3 separate regions of the Danio rerio genome follow, and regions 2 and 3 are each linked to region 1. The links are chromatin contacts, called in public Hi-C and HiCAR-type maps. All regions are on one chromosome and are shown on one strand. The core of a region is the stretch at or near the end of the contact, and the rest is flanking DNA. Distances in the headings are between cores, read along the strand shown.

What was found. Hi-C and Micro-C count contacts between places; a contact is called where the count stands out from the background. HiCAR-type assays count read pairs that join an accessible place to other places.
Region 2: a contact with region 1 is called in a HiCAR-type map of caudal fin, with 10 times the contacts expected there. The contact joins the promoter of LOC141378567 here to the enhancer-like site in region 1. A contact is called at or near these places in 8 of 18 Hi-C or Micro-C datasets (caudal fin, embryo, gastrula embryo and 2 more) and 1 of 4 datasets of contacts at active chromatin or transcription factors (caudal fin).
Region 3: a contact with region 1 is called in a Hi-C map of skeletal muscle, with 3 times the contacts expected there. The contact joins two enhancer-like sites. A contact is called at or near these places in 7 of 18 Hi-C or Micro-C datasets (caudal fin, embryo, fibroblasts and 3 more) and 1 of 4 datasets of contacts at active chromatin or transcription factors (caudal fin).

The regions. Positions count from the first base shown.
Region 1 is chr17:25,429,351-25,433,956 of GRCz12tu, reverse strand. b3gnt2b (UDP-GlcNAc:betaGal beta-1,3-N-acetylglucosaminyltransferase 2b) reads right to left here. Exons shown (of 4, transcript NM_205752.2): 3 at 3,282-4,606; 4 at 1,959-3,254. The coding sequence ends at 3,531. Among named protein-coding and RNA genes, the nearest start is that of b3gnt2b, 17 kb to the right of the region's middle. Within about 2 kb of position 2,861, at least 8 of the 62 cell types and tissues checked have an H3K27ac peak or open chromatin away from gene starts, as enhancers often do. A contact at or near this core is called in caudal fin and skeletal muscle, where this site is marked.
Region 2 is chr17:25,375,874-25,380,848 of GRCz12tu, reverse strand. It overlaps LOC141378567 (protein FAM161A-like), which reads left to right and starts at 3,242. Exons shown (of 4, transcript XM_073928525.1): 1 at 3,242-3,575. The coding sequence starts at 3,465.
Region 3 is chr17:25,482,910-25,487,360 of GRCz12tu, reverse strand. It overlaps ehbp1 (EH domain binding protein 1), which reads right to left. Exons shown (of 24, transcript XM_073928528.1): 3 at 4,445-4,451; 4 at 2,079-2,174; 5 at 244-297. Among named protein-coding and RNA genes, the nearest start is that of ehbp1, 26 kb to the right of the region's middle. Within about 2 kb of position 1,535, at least 16 of the 62 cell types and tissues checked have an H3K27ac peak or open chromatin away from gene starts, as enhancers often do. A contact at or near this core is called in caudal fin and skeletal muscle, where this site is marked.

The DNA.
Region 1 (4,606 bases), core at 1,612-4,111:
ACTGTTCCACATATAAGATTAAAAATAAGGGGAGACCGTGCCTTTGCAATGGTTGCCCCTAAACCATCTCCATGTTATGCTGACAATACAAACCCTTACTGTTTTTAAATCTAGTCCTAAAACCCATTTTTACTCTTTGGCTTTTAATACCATGCAAGAGTCTTGTGTCTGTTGTATTTGTCCTTTGTTTGAGATGGTGTATGTGTGTACAGCACCTTTGGTCAGCACTTGTTGATTTTAAAAAGCTTTTTATAAATAAATATTGACTTAAGAACAAATTGAAATGCTTTTTTGACCAAATGTCATTTTCTAAAATAAAAACATTAAATGTGAATATTTTCTATTTGATCTAAATTATTACAATTTTTATCTCAAATGTTTAGATCACAAATATTAATATTGTACCTTTTCCAATGGTTCTAGCAAAAGATGCCACTTTAAGCTGAATTAAAGAGAAAATAACTATTTAAACAAAAACACAAGATGGAAATACCAGAGGTACGACAGTTTAAACATTGTTTTGATAAACATCTGATCAGTTTGTCCATTTATTAGATCAATTAAATCAGAAAGAGGCAAGGCAAAATAAACATACATGTGCATTTTCAGTTACAGAAAGACAAACAGGCAAACAATCAATCACAATTATTAAAGGCACATGTTGGTTGCAGTGTTTGAAGGGTGTCAAAACATCTTCCTAAAAAATTTAGTCAAGTGAACGCCTTTACATTTTAAAGAAATCGACAGATATGGCTGAGAAATGAACAAATCATAAATTCAAAACAATCATTTAATAAAAAAGCCGCAATTATTTCTTGTTTAGAACTGGATTATCACGATCTGACTTCTTAGCCTTTATATAGCTACACATCCACATAAATACACAGACACGCACAACACTAAAGACACACTTAATCCAACACATCACATTGTAACATTTGAGTTAATTATGATGCATCATTAAGGCAGAAGCAAAAAAAAAAAAAAAAAACTCAACTACACTTCCGGTATACAAACATTAAAGCTGTGAACAATATCATCTATTTCGCTCAGAAGCACAAACAATGTCCTGTAGACTTCACAGGAGTACAGTAAATACCAGTGTATAAAAAACCTGTCTATCATGATTCATATACTAGAAAACACAAGCTTTTCTCACTGTTTAAGAACACATGTAAACACTTTGTTTCTTTCACCAAACACTACATCCGGTGTGCCTTTCTGACCATCAGCAGAGAGACGATATGAAACATCCTTATGGTCCTCATTTTTCCATAGCTTGGTGGACAATTTGATTTGAAACTCTATAAACCAAGTTGATTAAACTGTTCAGCAAACACGGTGAGGCAGACCGCAGAAAAATAGAGAATATTTCGTGAGCAGAAAGATTACTAGGTGTACACCTCTTTATATTCGTAAGAGAAACAGCTGATAAATAGTCCCCACTCAAAAGTGAGAGGGAAATATACATTTGTTCTACTACAGACAGGCCATATACAGGATTTAAAGCAGGGGTGCCCAAACCCGGTGTCCTACATATTTAAGTTCCAACCACAATTAAACCTGCACCAGCTAATCAATCTCTTTCTGCCTATACTAGAATCTTCAAGGCAGGTGTGTTAAAGCAAGTTGGAGCTTAACTATGCCGGACAACGGCCCAAGTTTGGGTACCCCAGACTTAAAGCGATAGTTAATCCAAAAAAATTAAATGATATCACTCACTCACAGTTCACTCATTGAAAAGCGATTTGAGTTTCATTCTTCTGTTGAACACAAAAGAAGATAATTTGAAGAATCCTGGTTACTGGCCCCCATTGACTTCTATTCTTCTATGGTCATTTGATGGGTGCCAGGAACCCACATTCTTCAAAATATCTTCATTTGTGTTCGACAGAAAGAAACTCAACAGTTTTAAAAAGCAAATGAGAGAGACTAAATGAGGTAATGTGCATTTTTTTGGGTGAGCTACCACTTTAAAAAAAGAGGTCCAGTGTTGATTTAAAAAAAAATATCATTCAGCCCAGCAGGGGTCATCGTAACACATAATAATCAAGTCATCCAGCCGAGACCTGCTTCCTGGCCTCTTTTTAAAGGGGGAAAATAACAGCACAAAAACACTACAGCAACAGGATTAATCCAAAACTGAAAAAGTCAAATTGAATGCGTTTAGCCAAGAAGCTACATTAGGTATGTTTCTTATTTGAATCACAACCTTGATATTTTTACCCTAAGGAACGTCCTGAGAAGGTTTAGAATCAGATCAGAGACAGTAACAAGCTTTTAGTCGGTTTTGTTTTTCTGTCAGAAATTATTTTTGTACATTCTGCTGACAATAACGCAACCTTGGGTAAAATGTTAATACAAAAAGTTCCATTGTGTCTTGAAATTGATTGTCTGCAAATTAAATAAATAAATCAGAAGAAAGAAGGTCTGTGCACAAGCACATATTTCCAAGTGTGTGTGGGCAACCTATATTTAGGCTAAATATTTAGGTTTCAGAAACCGCTGTCCCAATTAGCAGGGCTCTAAAAGGAGCAAACTCTTCATTTCTCTGAAAACACACTCGCCTCTGCTTTTAGGCTGTTTGTGTGCAAAACAAGAGGGCAGCATGTTCATTCACATTGCAGAGAACTAAAACGGCAAGTACAGACCAAGAGATTAGGCTTGTGATGGCTGCATAAATGACCTAAAGCAACAAAAAGTAAAGTATAAAACATCCGATCCTTTAAATGCATCTCAATTCTCCCGTAGGAAAAAAAAACAAAAACAAACAAAACAAAAAAGTTCTACATATGTCCAACAGAGTGTTCATGTGAGTGGTGAATTGCTTGTGCCATGTTCAGACCAGCTGAACTACATTTCCCACAATGCTTAGTACCTCTGATAACACAAACCAGAGAGCACTGTATAAATACTTGTAACATTTTTAACAGAATGTCAACCAAAAGTTAACCCCTTGCAATACTTGTGTGCAGTAATTCTGAGCCACATTAAAATATATACATCCAACAAGCTTAGGGCTCTGACCTTTGACATGAAATGAAGTACATCAGAATGCTAATAATAAATGGAATTGTAAAACATTAAAGGGAGAGCTCACCACAAAGAAAATTCTGTCAATGTTTACTCGCCCTCATGTCATTTCAAACTGTTGTCAGACGAACACACACGAAAATATTTAATCTATAAACAAAGTCAGCGGGGTTCAAACACAACTCTGAATCTCAGATAATAATAATAATAATAATAATAATAATAATAATAATAATAATAATAATAATTTGGTTCATAAAAACCAAGAGAGTTCAATCCCACAGTTTTAAAAATACATGAGAGTGAATAAACAATGACAGAATTGTGATTTTTCAGTGGACTATCCCTTTAAAGCAGCCAATCCCTTGTAGAAAAACCACATGAGCGTCACATGCTAAACTCACTGGAACTGGTTTTGAAAATGTTCCAAAATCACATTTCAATATGAGACGCCCTTGAGTTTTGTTTAATCTGTAAAACCTATGAGCAGCAGCTGTTCACTGACAGTTCAAGGCTGGGTCATTCAGCCAGGCCCATATTTTGATCATATGCTGAGGACTTCTGGGATGGACCAGCATCAAGCTCTTATAGGCACAGGCATTATCACGATATTTCTCTTCGATATCAAACGTCCTGAAGCCTTTGTGCTTCTCAGGCGCGAGGCCCATTTTCATAAGGCACATACCCGTGTAGACATCATCAATGGGGTAGAGGGGCACCAACTTCGAGATGTTGTGAAGTCTCTGCGCCAGCTGTCCCGAAAACAAATAACCTCCCCCTCCAGCGTATGCAGGGTACATTCCAACAAACATGCTCTCAGGTATAAAATACTTCACCTTTTTGTCCCTGTGTGGCCCAGCGTTAGTAATCACATCCCCCACAAACAGTTCCCTTGCTTTGGCATTAGAAAGATTAGTTAGGAAGTCTATGATGTGGATGGTGTTAACAAAAACATCGTCATCGCCCTTAAAGATGAAATTGGCTCCAGGACAGCGCGTGCTCAGCCATTCCAGAAAAAGCACCTCCTTGATAGTGAGGTTGAAGAAGGTGTCCCTGTAGTCCCACTGAAGGATATCTCTGTGAATGGAGCTCTCGTGATGGAGCATCTTTGAGAGGTCAGGAAAGTGGTCCTCGGTGGCCGCATTTCCCAGAAGAAACACCGTAACGACGGATCTGTTCGCAATGCGGCCAACTTTGCCCCATGACTCACGGATAGCTTGACGTCGGTCAAAGTGTGGGACTAAAGATTTAATGGCTAGGAGAAGGAACGGTTGTTTTTTGCATATGTTTGGTTGGTCCACAACTATGGGATAGGACCTGCAGCGCATGTAAAGCAGGAAGTCCTTGAATCGATCAGGTAAAGAGTTGTAATCCTTCACTTGGGTGGTCACTCTATAGTCTGGGTCACATGAGTCCAGGCTGACGGTGTCGTTTAGCCAGTCTGGAAGATTATCAATTGTGTAGTTGAGCTTTTCTAGGTTGCGGTTGTTGATGTAGTTAATCTGCTGCTGTTGCCGATTCCAATAGGCGTCGCTGGGAAGATCTTTTGCCCAGAAACGCTTCAAGGGAACCA
Region 2 (4,975 bases), core at 1,993-4,492, 53 kb after region 1:
AAAGAGTAAACAGGTGAAACATTTTTTAAAAAGTTGACTGAGTGTTTACTAAATAATTTGCTTTAACATATTTGAGATATAAAATGTCAAGGTTTCAGAAGTAGGCCGGAATGTAGGTTGACGTGTGCTTGTGTTTGCATCAATTGTGGTGGCAGATGGATTGACAGATTGAGGTGTCAGCCTGTCAGTGTCTTTTAGCTGTAGGAGTGTGAACACTGGTTCCTGCATTAAACTGATTAACCACAGATTTGACCAGCACCAACAAACACATACAAGCGCTATAGGCAGAGTTTCATATGGGCGCCACAGGGTTATACCAGTAACTGAGAGTTTAGAGTTAAGAAAAATCAGGTCATGTTGTAAGATAAAAAGCCACCATTATGATATAGTTGCGAAATTGTGAAACAAAATGAAAGAAAAGCAGATTTAAAGTCAATGTATGCTGCAATTGTGAAACACAAAGAAAGAAGAAGTTGATTTACAAGAAATAATGCAATTTTGGGAAAGTCAATTTGAAAAGGCTCAAGCCAAAATGAGGAGAAGTGAACTTGCAGTCTTACTAAATGTTGCAACTGTGAGAAATAAAGATTCAAGTGAGATTAAATCTTTACCATGAGAATCTCAACCAGAACCCAGTCTTAACAGAGTCACAGTATATATGAGAATAGTTTCGTAATAGTCACCTTTTATAGCCAAGGTGTGAACAGCTTGTGACTAAATTAAAACACTTGACTTCCACCAACTTCTTAGGTTTTAAATGTCAAGAACCTACACTGGAACAAATTATTAGTTGACTTTATTAGAAAATGTGAGTTAACCTGATTAACTAAATGAACTACACTACCCGTCAAAAGTTTGGGGTCATTTATTTATTTATTTATTTTAAGAAAATTGTTCTGTTCATCAAGGCGACATTTATTAAATGTAAAAAAAAAAACTGTTAAATATTTATAAAAATTTTAAATAACTGCTTTCTTATCGTATGTATTTTTAAATTAAATTATTACTCCAGTCATTACTGCTTTTATTACTATTACATTATTAATAAAATTATAATATAATAATAAAAATAATAATAAAAATAATAAGGATAATGTAACTCCAAAGACTAGAGTAATAAAGCTGAAAATTCCTCGTTAAAATCATTGGAATAAATGATTAAAATAAATGATAAACTACTTTTGAACAGTTATCTTATAGTGCAATAACATCTCAATATTTTAATCAATTGAAATAAATGCATCCTTGGTTTGCAGGATAAGCTTATTTTAAAACATTTAAATATCCTACTGACCAAAATATTTGACCGATAGTGCATGTGCATAAAATAAAATTGCCTTTTATTAAGAAGAGTCAACTTGTTGCTTTTTTTAAGGCAAATATTTACTTATTTTTAAAATTAAAGTTACTCGGTTTTTACTAAATTAAAATAATTACAAAATATTATCAACGGATGTTGGTAAATTGCAGAGCTTATGTAAACATGGCTATATGGCTGTGATCAAATGCTTTCTACACTGCTGTTTTCTCACTGCTGTCATTTTGTTGTGTGTTTTACTATTGAGAGAAACTCGAGGGAAATTTTGTCATGGAAAGCTTGCAGCAGAAATGTACTGTACATATTCATCTAAATATTATTTATCAACATAATTTATTTACATCCATTAATTTTTAAAATATCTGTGTAAAAGATATGTTCATTTTCATTTTACTTTTAATTGAACAAAAAAATTGTACTGAGGTGCTGAATCTTGTATAATTTCTTTAATGTTAAAGGTATAGTTCATGGCAAAATATTCTAACTCATGGCAAAATATAAACTCAAGTGGTTCTAAAATTTTGTTCATTTTCTGTCCTCTGTTGAACACAAAAGAAGATATTCTGAAGAATGTTTAAAAAGCAGCCATTGATAGCCACCCATAGTTAGAACAAAAAAATACTATGGAAGTCAATGACTTTTATTTCAATCATTTCTCAGAAAATGCAAAGAAAAACATTACTTTTAATATTTTATCATCTACACCGGAGCGGCACAGTGGGTAGCACAATCGCCTTACAGCAAGAAAGTCCCTGGATTAAGCCCCGGCTGGGTCAGTTGGCATTTGTGTGTGGAGTTTGCATGTTCTCTCCGTTCTTGCGTGGGTTTCTTCTGGGTGCTCAGATTTACCCCACAGTCCAAAGACATGTACTATAGCAGGGGTGGCCAACCCTGTTCCTGGAGAGCCACCTTCCTGCAGATTTCAGTTGCTACCCATATCAAACACACCTGAACCAATTAGTTAGGACCTGAACAACACGTGATAATTACAGGCAGGTGTGTTTGATATGGGCTGCAACTGAAATCTGCAGGAAGGTGGCTCTCCAGGAACAGGGTTGGCCACTCCTTTACTATAGGTAAATTGAATTAACTAAATTGGCCATAGAGTGAATGCAAGAGTGTATGGGTGTTTCCCAGTACTGGGTTGCAGCTGGAAGAGCATCCGCTGCGAAAAACATATGCTGGATAAGTTGGAGGTTCATTTTGCTGTGGTGACTACTGATTAATAAAGGGACTAAGGCGAAAAGAAAACTAATGAATGAATCATCTACACCTGCCTTTAGAAGTCAACAATTTTTTATGACAAGACACTATCAATGTTTTTCATTGCCAGCACACTTCAGCCACCACTAAACCACACACCACCTTTCACCTAACATTTACCTTTAGCACATTAATAACACCGTGTGACTTCCACATGACATCGCAGCTTCACTTTGCAGAAGCACATTCTTTGATAATGGTTTGTGTACAATCTCAATTCAGGGACTGTATTTTGGTATGTTTTAAAGGGATAATTCACCCAAAAATGAGTTTATCATTTATCTCATGTGATTTTAAACCTTTATGAGTTTTTTCTTCTGTTGAACACACAAGAGGATACTCTGAAGAATGCTGGTGCTGCATTGACTTCCATAGGCAAAATATTTACCATGGAAGTCAATTAGTCCGAGCGACAAGCATTCTTCAAAATATCTTCTTTCGTGTTCAACAGAAGAAAGGAACTCAAATAGATTTTGAACAAGTGAAAGGTGAATATATGATAGCAGATGTTTCATTTTTGACACTTTAAATACTGCATGTTTACTGCGAGAGCATCTTCAGCTGAACCCTCTTCACATGCTGGATTCCCTCTGTAATTAAGAGTGCTGTTAATCTCTAAATCTTATTTGGGATGGTTCACTTTGAATCACATCTGAAGGTGTAAATCGGGGTTTAAAGAAGATATAGGACATATGGTCAGCAAGCACCAGGCTCTAAATCGTGACCTTTTAGGGTTTATCCACAGGGATAAACTGAGATTGGCACATCTGGGTGTGAGAAAGCATCCTAACCTAGTGTGGCAGTGCCATACCTGTGAGAGGAGCAAAGCGAGTCGAAAGGAGAAAGGAAGGAGAAAAGCAGTGCTGTACTTCAGATCTGGACAATGAAAGCGATACTGCGTACAGAGAGACTGCAGCCCAGTGAACTTCAGGCTCTGTTCGGAGAAGAGAAGGATTATTCATGCTCCCTGAATGATATTGTTCACCACACAGAGGTATGCATCTTGCATCTTTAGACTTATACAATGTAAAATATGAATGTGAAATTGTACAGTATGAAAACAGTACTTTTAAATGACATAAACTGCAGATGAAGATATTGTAAGATAAGTTCAGAATCGAATATTCTGGACTGTCGTCTATTTGTAAAAGCAAGATGATCCAGAAACAAGGCTAAAGGATGTGTGACTGGTTTAGAAAAGAATGAGGATATGCTACTGTAATTAGAAAACATGAAACTGAGTTTGTCATATTTTAGTCACATGGTGTCAAGGGACAAAATATCACTGAAAATGGACATTGAGAAAGATTGAGGACACAAGGTGTAGAACCACTAGTACTACCACTACTGAAATGGGATACAGTAACATAACAGACACTGGAGGTTCAAAACTAAAAATCTTTTTTAGCTCTTTAGTCTACAAAGTCAGAGATTTACTCAAACCTAAGCTGTTGGAACAAACCAACAATAATGGGTCAACTACTGTACCATTAGTGTAATGTAACATTTCAGCTTTTTTAAAATTCAAATTGGGTGACATGATGACTCAGTGGTTAGCACTGTCGCCTCACAGCAAGAAGGTCACTAGTTTGAGTCCCAGCTGCGTCAGTTGGCATTTCTGTGTGGAGTTTGCATGTTCTCCCTGTGTTCGCTCCAGGTGCTCCGGTTTCCCCTACAGTCCAAAGATATATGGTATAGGTGAATTGAATAAACTAAATGGCTGTAGTGTATGTAAATGTGGGAATGAGTTTGTAGAGGGTACTGGGTGGCTGCTAGAAAGGCATCTGCTATTTGAAACATATGCTGGATAAGGTTGCGGTTCATTCCGCTTTGGCGACTCCTAATGAATAAGGGGACTAAGCTCAAGGAAAATGAATGAATGAATTAAACATTCTAATTTACTATTTAAACTAGAGTCAGGTCTACTGACTTTAAATTAAGATTTATTTAAATTAAGGTCAGATTTGCTAACATTTTTGGCATTAAAATGCTATAATAGTGGGTTCTTACAACTTTATATGGGTCAAATATGGACAAAAACAACCTCGGATGTCAATTTTCTGATTTAATTTGAAATCATTTAAAAATTTTATCCAGATGTTAAGTTTGTAAAAACAACCAATTTATTAGTTTACCAGTGGTGTCCAAACTCAATCCTGGAGGGCCGGTGTCCCGGAGAGTTTAGCTCCAACCCTAATCAAAAACACATGAACCAGTTAATCAAGATTTTACTAGATATAATAGAAACGTCCTGGTAGGTGTTTTGAAGCAAGATGGAGCTAAACTCAGTAGGACAATGGCCCTCCAGGACTGAGTTTTGACATCCCTGGACCCAGTTTTTCAAAAGTAACAAAGGGATTTTGAATTACGATCAGACCATAATCCAATCTTACA
Region 3 (4,451 bases), core at 286-2,785, 55 kb before region 1:
CGAGCAGCGCAGCTCAGGCAAGCTTGAAGCACCACAAAAAGAGCTGCTTTTAGTCATCTGTGAAACCATAAAGCACACAAATGCTTAAAATAACCAGAAACAAAGAGTCATATAGTGTCAAACACCTTCAGCATCAAATCATTCTTCATTAGCACTGGTGTGATTACTCCATCCGACCACTAGGTGTCAGGCGGCACATTGCAGAGTTCAACAGAAACATAAAAGCATACTTTAAGTACTCACATTTTCAATGACAAAGGTCCACTCTTTATCTTCAAACTCCTCAGCATGAGGATCCTGAAAAACAGAAGACAGAAATCAATTAGATGACACAAAAACTGAAAGAGGAAGCTCATTAAATACAGTCTCAGCATAAAAAGCCCGTCTAGCGTCTTTTTATCTACTGGAAGCACTTCACATGTCTTCCTCTACACATCAATATTACAGAACAAAACATCATCCACTTTTCCTTAAGGAAATACTATGGAAAACATGAGGGATGTGGAGACGTTGCCATAAATGACTTGATCTGGATATATCTGTCAAACTGACTAATTCTGTCACAGAATAGAATAAGACAAAGAGACACTTTCCTCGAATAATCTGAGTTTATTTCAGAGTTCAAACATGTTTATTGTTCAGCTAAATATGCACATATTCATTTAGGCTCAAGTGAGCAGCTCTTCTAGAATGGTCATGGTCAGCTGACTGATTGTTTGCTGGTACACAAATGAAACATTGATGGACTCTTGAATGCCAAACTGACCCACTGCAATGTACTCTGGGAGATGTAGTTTTACAAGACAGTGTGCTGTGGGGACAAGGCTGATAAGAAAAATGTTTGGACAAGCACTTTGTGTGTGTGACCTTTGTAAACAATGTGGAGACTGTTAGAGGATATTCAACACCAGGTCAGCCTGTCAGCGCAAGCTCGTAATGTAAGCGTGTGCATGTGTGTGTGTGTGTGTCAGTGACGTGCGGTGAGGTTTGTGGCTGGTGAGGCACTGACTTACAAATGTATGCACTCAAATATATTTGACACCTACCGATTGTGTCACATCTCATATCAACATTATTTAAATACACATAGCAGGTACATGGGTCTATTGGGCCAAGAAAAAATGTAAAATGTATAGCAGTTCAGTATGCCTCTCAAAAAACAACAAGGTGAACACTACAGACAACTGTAATAAGGGACACAGCACCATGGCGGATGCACACGCTCTCTGTCTGTCTGTCTGTCTGTCTGTCTGTCTGTCTGACAGACAGAAAGACAGACAGACAGACAGACAGACACACGCACGCACGCACGCACGCACGCACGCACGCACTGAAATGACTTGAATTACTTTGAAATGATCGAGTTATGTTCTGTCCAGTTGTTTGAAGCAAACCCTTTAGACACCCTTTAAAAACAAACTATTGCTTTTAGGGCCACTTTAACTATAATTTATTTACAGTCAGAATCTCATCATGAGTTATTCTATATCTCTTAGATATTTTTTTAACAGAATATTAAAAAAAAAGTGTAACCAAACCATAAAGAATTAACATGATATACTAGAAAAAGAGCAAATAAATTGCTTTTAAAATGCTGTCATCATTAGAAACCTCAGATCTACAAACCACTTTCTCTTTCCATTTTAGATAAACACAGTCCCTGTGTGGCTGCATCTGGGTCTGACAAATCAGGATGTAAGGTCTCACTTCTTTCATGGCAGACGTAAAAAACTGCTAACTGGCATTTCAAAAAGACTAAAATATCAAGCGAGCACTTTCTGCTGCAGTGTCAGTTTCAGCTCCACACATTTGAGAGGGGAGTTAAAATCTTGGAATGGCAGTTAAATCAGAGAGGAATCTGGACGTCTAGACACCAGCAGACCCCAACCAATCAGCTTCTGGAATACAGCCAACCATTTCAGCTTGCCCCAGTAATGTTTAGGCCTACCAGCTATAGGCCCCTAACATGCGAAAGTGTGTGTGTGTGTGTGTGTGTGTGTATGTGTGTGTGTGTGTGTGTATGTGTGTGTGTGTGTGTGTGTGTGTGTGTGTGTGTGTGTGTGTGTGTGTGTGTTTACCTTAAATAAGGTGACAGTGATCTCGATATTCTCTGGAACAGGCCACACCACCACTCCTCTATAGGGATTCTTGATGCCAGGCTGCCAGCTGTGAGACTACAAAATAAATGATAATAAAATATGATGAAATGGATATAAAAAAAACAACTACAGAGAAATTTAATAAAAATGTAAACAAATATATTTTCCCAGTATAAAACATTAAAATAAGCCTTGTTGGCTGAAAGTATGTTAATTTAAGAACAGGAACTGAGATATTGGGATATTGTGACAATACTGTATGTTTAAGTGAAGCAATTGATAAGATTCACATCAAGTTAGTTTCATCCAAGTGCTAACATTCTGTATTTTACAGTACAAAGCATTCAACCAAAATGAAAAGATTGTACTTCTGTTTTCAACATTTTATCCTAACATAAGTAATTACTTTCCTTTATATGTATATGTATAAAATCTAACATTGCAATGTTTTGTTTTTCTGCAATATACATTGAATATAAATACAATTTAAATGACTTTAAATACAATAAATGACTTAAATATCTCTAAATCGGTAAAAATTCAGGTAGAGAAATTAAATAATCAAATATAAAATAGCAATGCATTGACTTCATTGTATAAATAGATCAATAATAAAGAACTTAAAAATGTTTTTTTTAAAAGTTAAAAATGGTACAATTTCTTGTGCCTGTAACATTTAAACTCTCTTAATAAGCCCAAACAGTCTTAGGCTGTAAAAACACAGGTAAATAATCAATTTTTTCTCCATTATGGTAAAAATCTTCAATGATTCTTGGTCAACTATAATCTTAATTCAGCATTGCAGATCCTGTGATGTGACTATTGCAGATGCACACAATGTGATATTGATGCTAAAATTATATATTGTGCAACCTTCAAATAGAGTATAGTTTTTTAATAAAAAAAAGTCTGTGCTATTACATTTGAGATTTCCCAATTTCTATCTGTTAATTAGGAAAACAAACTCTCCCAAAAATGTTGCATAGATCCTCAAAATATTATATTAAAACTTTGACTAAAGCCCTGTTTACACTAATATACTTTACTTGTAAAAGTAAGTTAAGTTTTAAAAATGGAGCTTTTTGGAAGTGCTGAAGAGGTCGTTTTGGCTTTAAAATGCTGCTGTTTCGTGTCAGTGTGGATGGCGGAAAATGAAGACATCAGATTGGGGCTTTTTCCTCAATATTAAGTGCACAAAGTTTAATCTTGCATCATTTCCTTAAGTTAAGACTCCGCAAGTTTGAAAAACAAACTCTAAAAGACACGTAGGGTAAAAGCAGTCTAGGCTACTTTATAACGTTGTTCACTTTACCCTGGCTACATCGTTTCACTTTCAATAAAATAAAGCAATAAAATTAAAAGATGATATAGGGAACATTGCCCATTTACATTTTTTAAATTAGCAACTTAACAGACACTAAAAATGTTGAGGCATCATGTAGCTACATATTTATATGACCGTCATCTTCACTGTATGCATATTTATAAAAAAAAAATAAATAAATAAAATAATAAAACGGAGCCTATAACAACTGCCTCCTTTCATTTTCATTGAAAATACGAAACACCCTCTCTTTTGAAGAGTATCAGTTTTAATAATCAATAATGGCCATTAAAAAAGTATAACGTACAAAAAGTTTATACAATATAGGAAATAAAGGCAAGCAATCAGTCAAATGTGCTGAATCAATGTACATGATTACATAAGTTTACATACTATCTTATCTTTGCACTCAGCCAAAACACGCTACCTGAGAGCAAGTAACAGATTCAAAAGACCATTAGAACATGACAAAATTATTTAAATATTTGTAAATAAAAGTTTAACAACTATAGTGAGATGAAATAAAACAGAAGAGCCTTGATGAACTGTCTAACGTACGCTGCTCTCATCTGGGGAGTTGTGCTCATAGCACTCGCTGACTGCCTAAAGCTCAGATGTGCGCTTACACTGCAGCACATGCTAGAGTGTGTGTGTGGTCATGTGATGTGCGTTTTTAGCGATATACTGTGTGGACAGAGAACTTTTCAGAAACGCTAGGTGAAACACCTCAGTGTGGACGTGGATCGTTTTCATTCTTAAACGCCATTTTAAAACTATAATGCATTAGTGTAAACAGAGCCTGATTCCACAGATTGTCTGAAACATGAGATAAATCCTCATTTTATATGTATTGTTCGTAGTATGATTATTCAGAGTGATTGGATGGTTCATTCTTATCGTGTAAGTACATTAATAGTGGCATTTTGGTTAAGAGAACTAATTAGACATGCAAACCTAAACATACTACTATAAACTGAAAATATGTAAGAAAAAATGTATTAATTAAATAAAAATGACACACCTTGGAA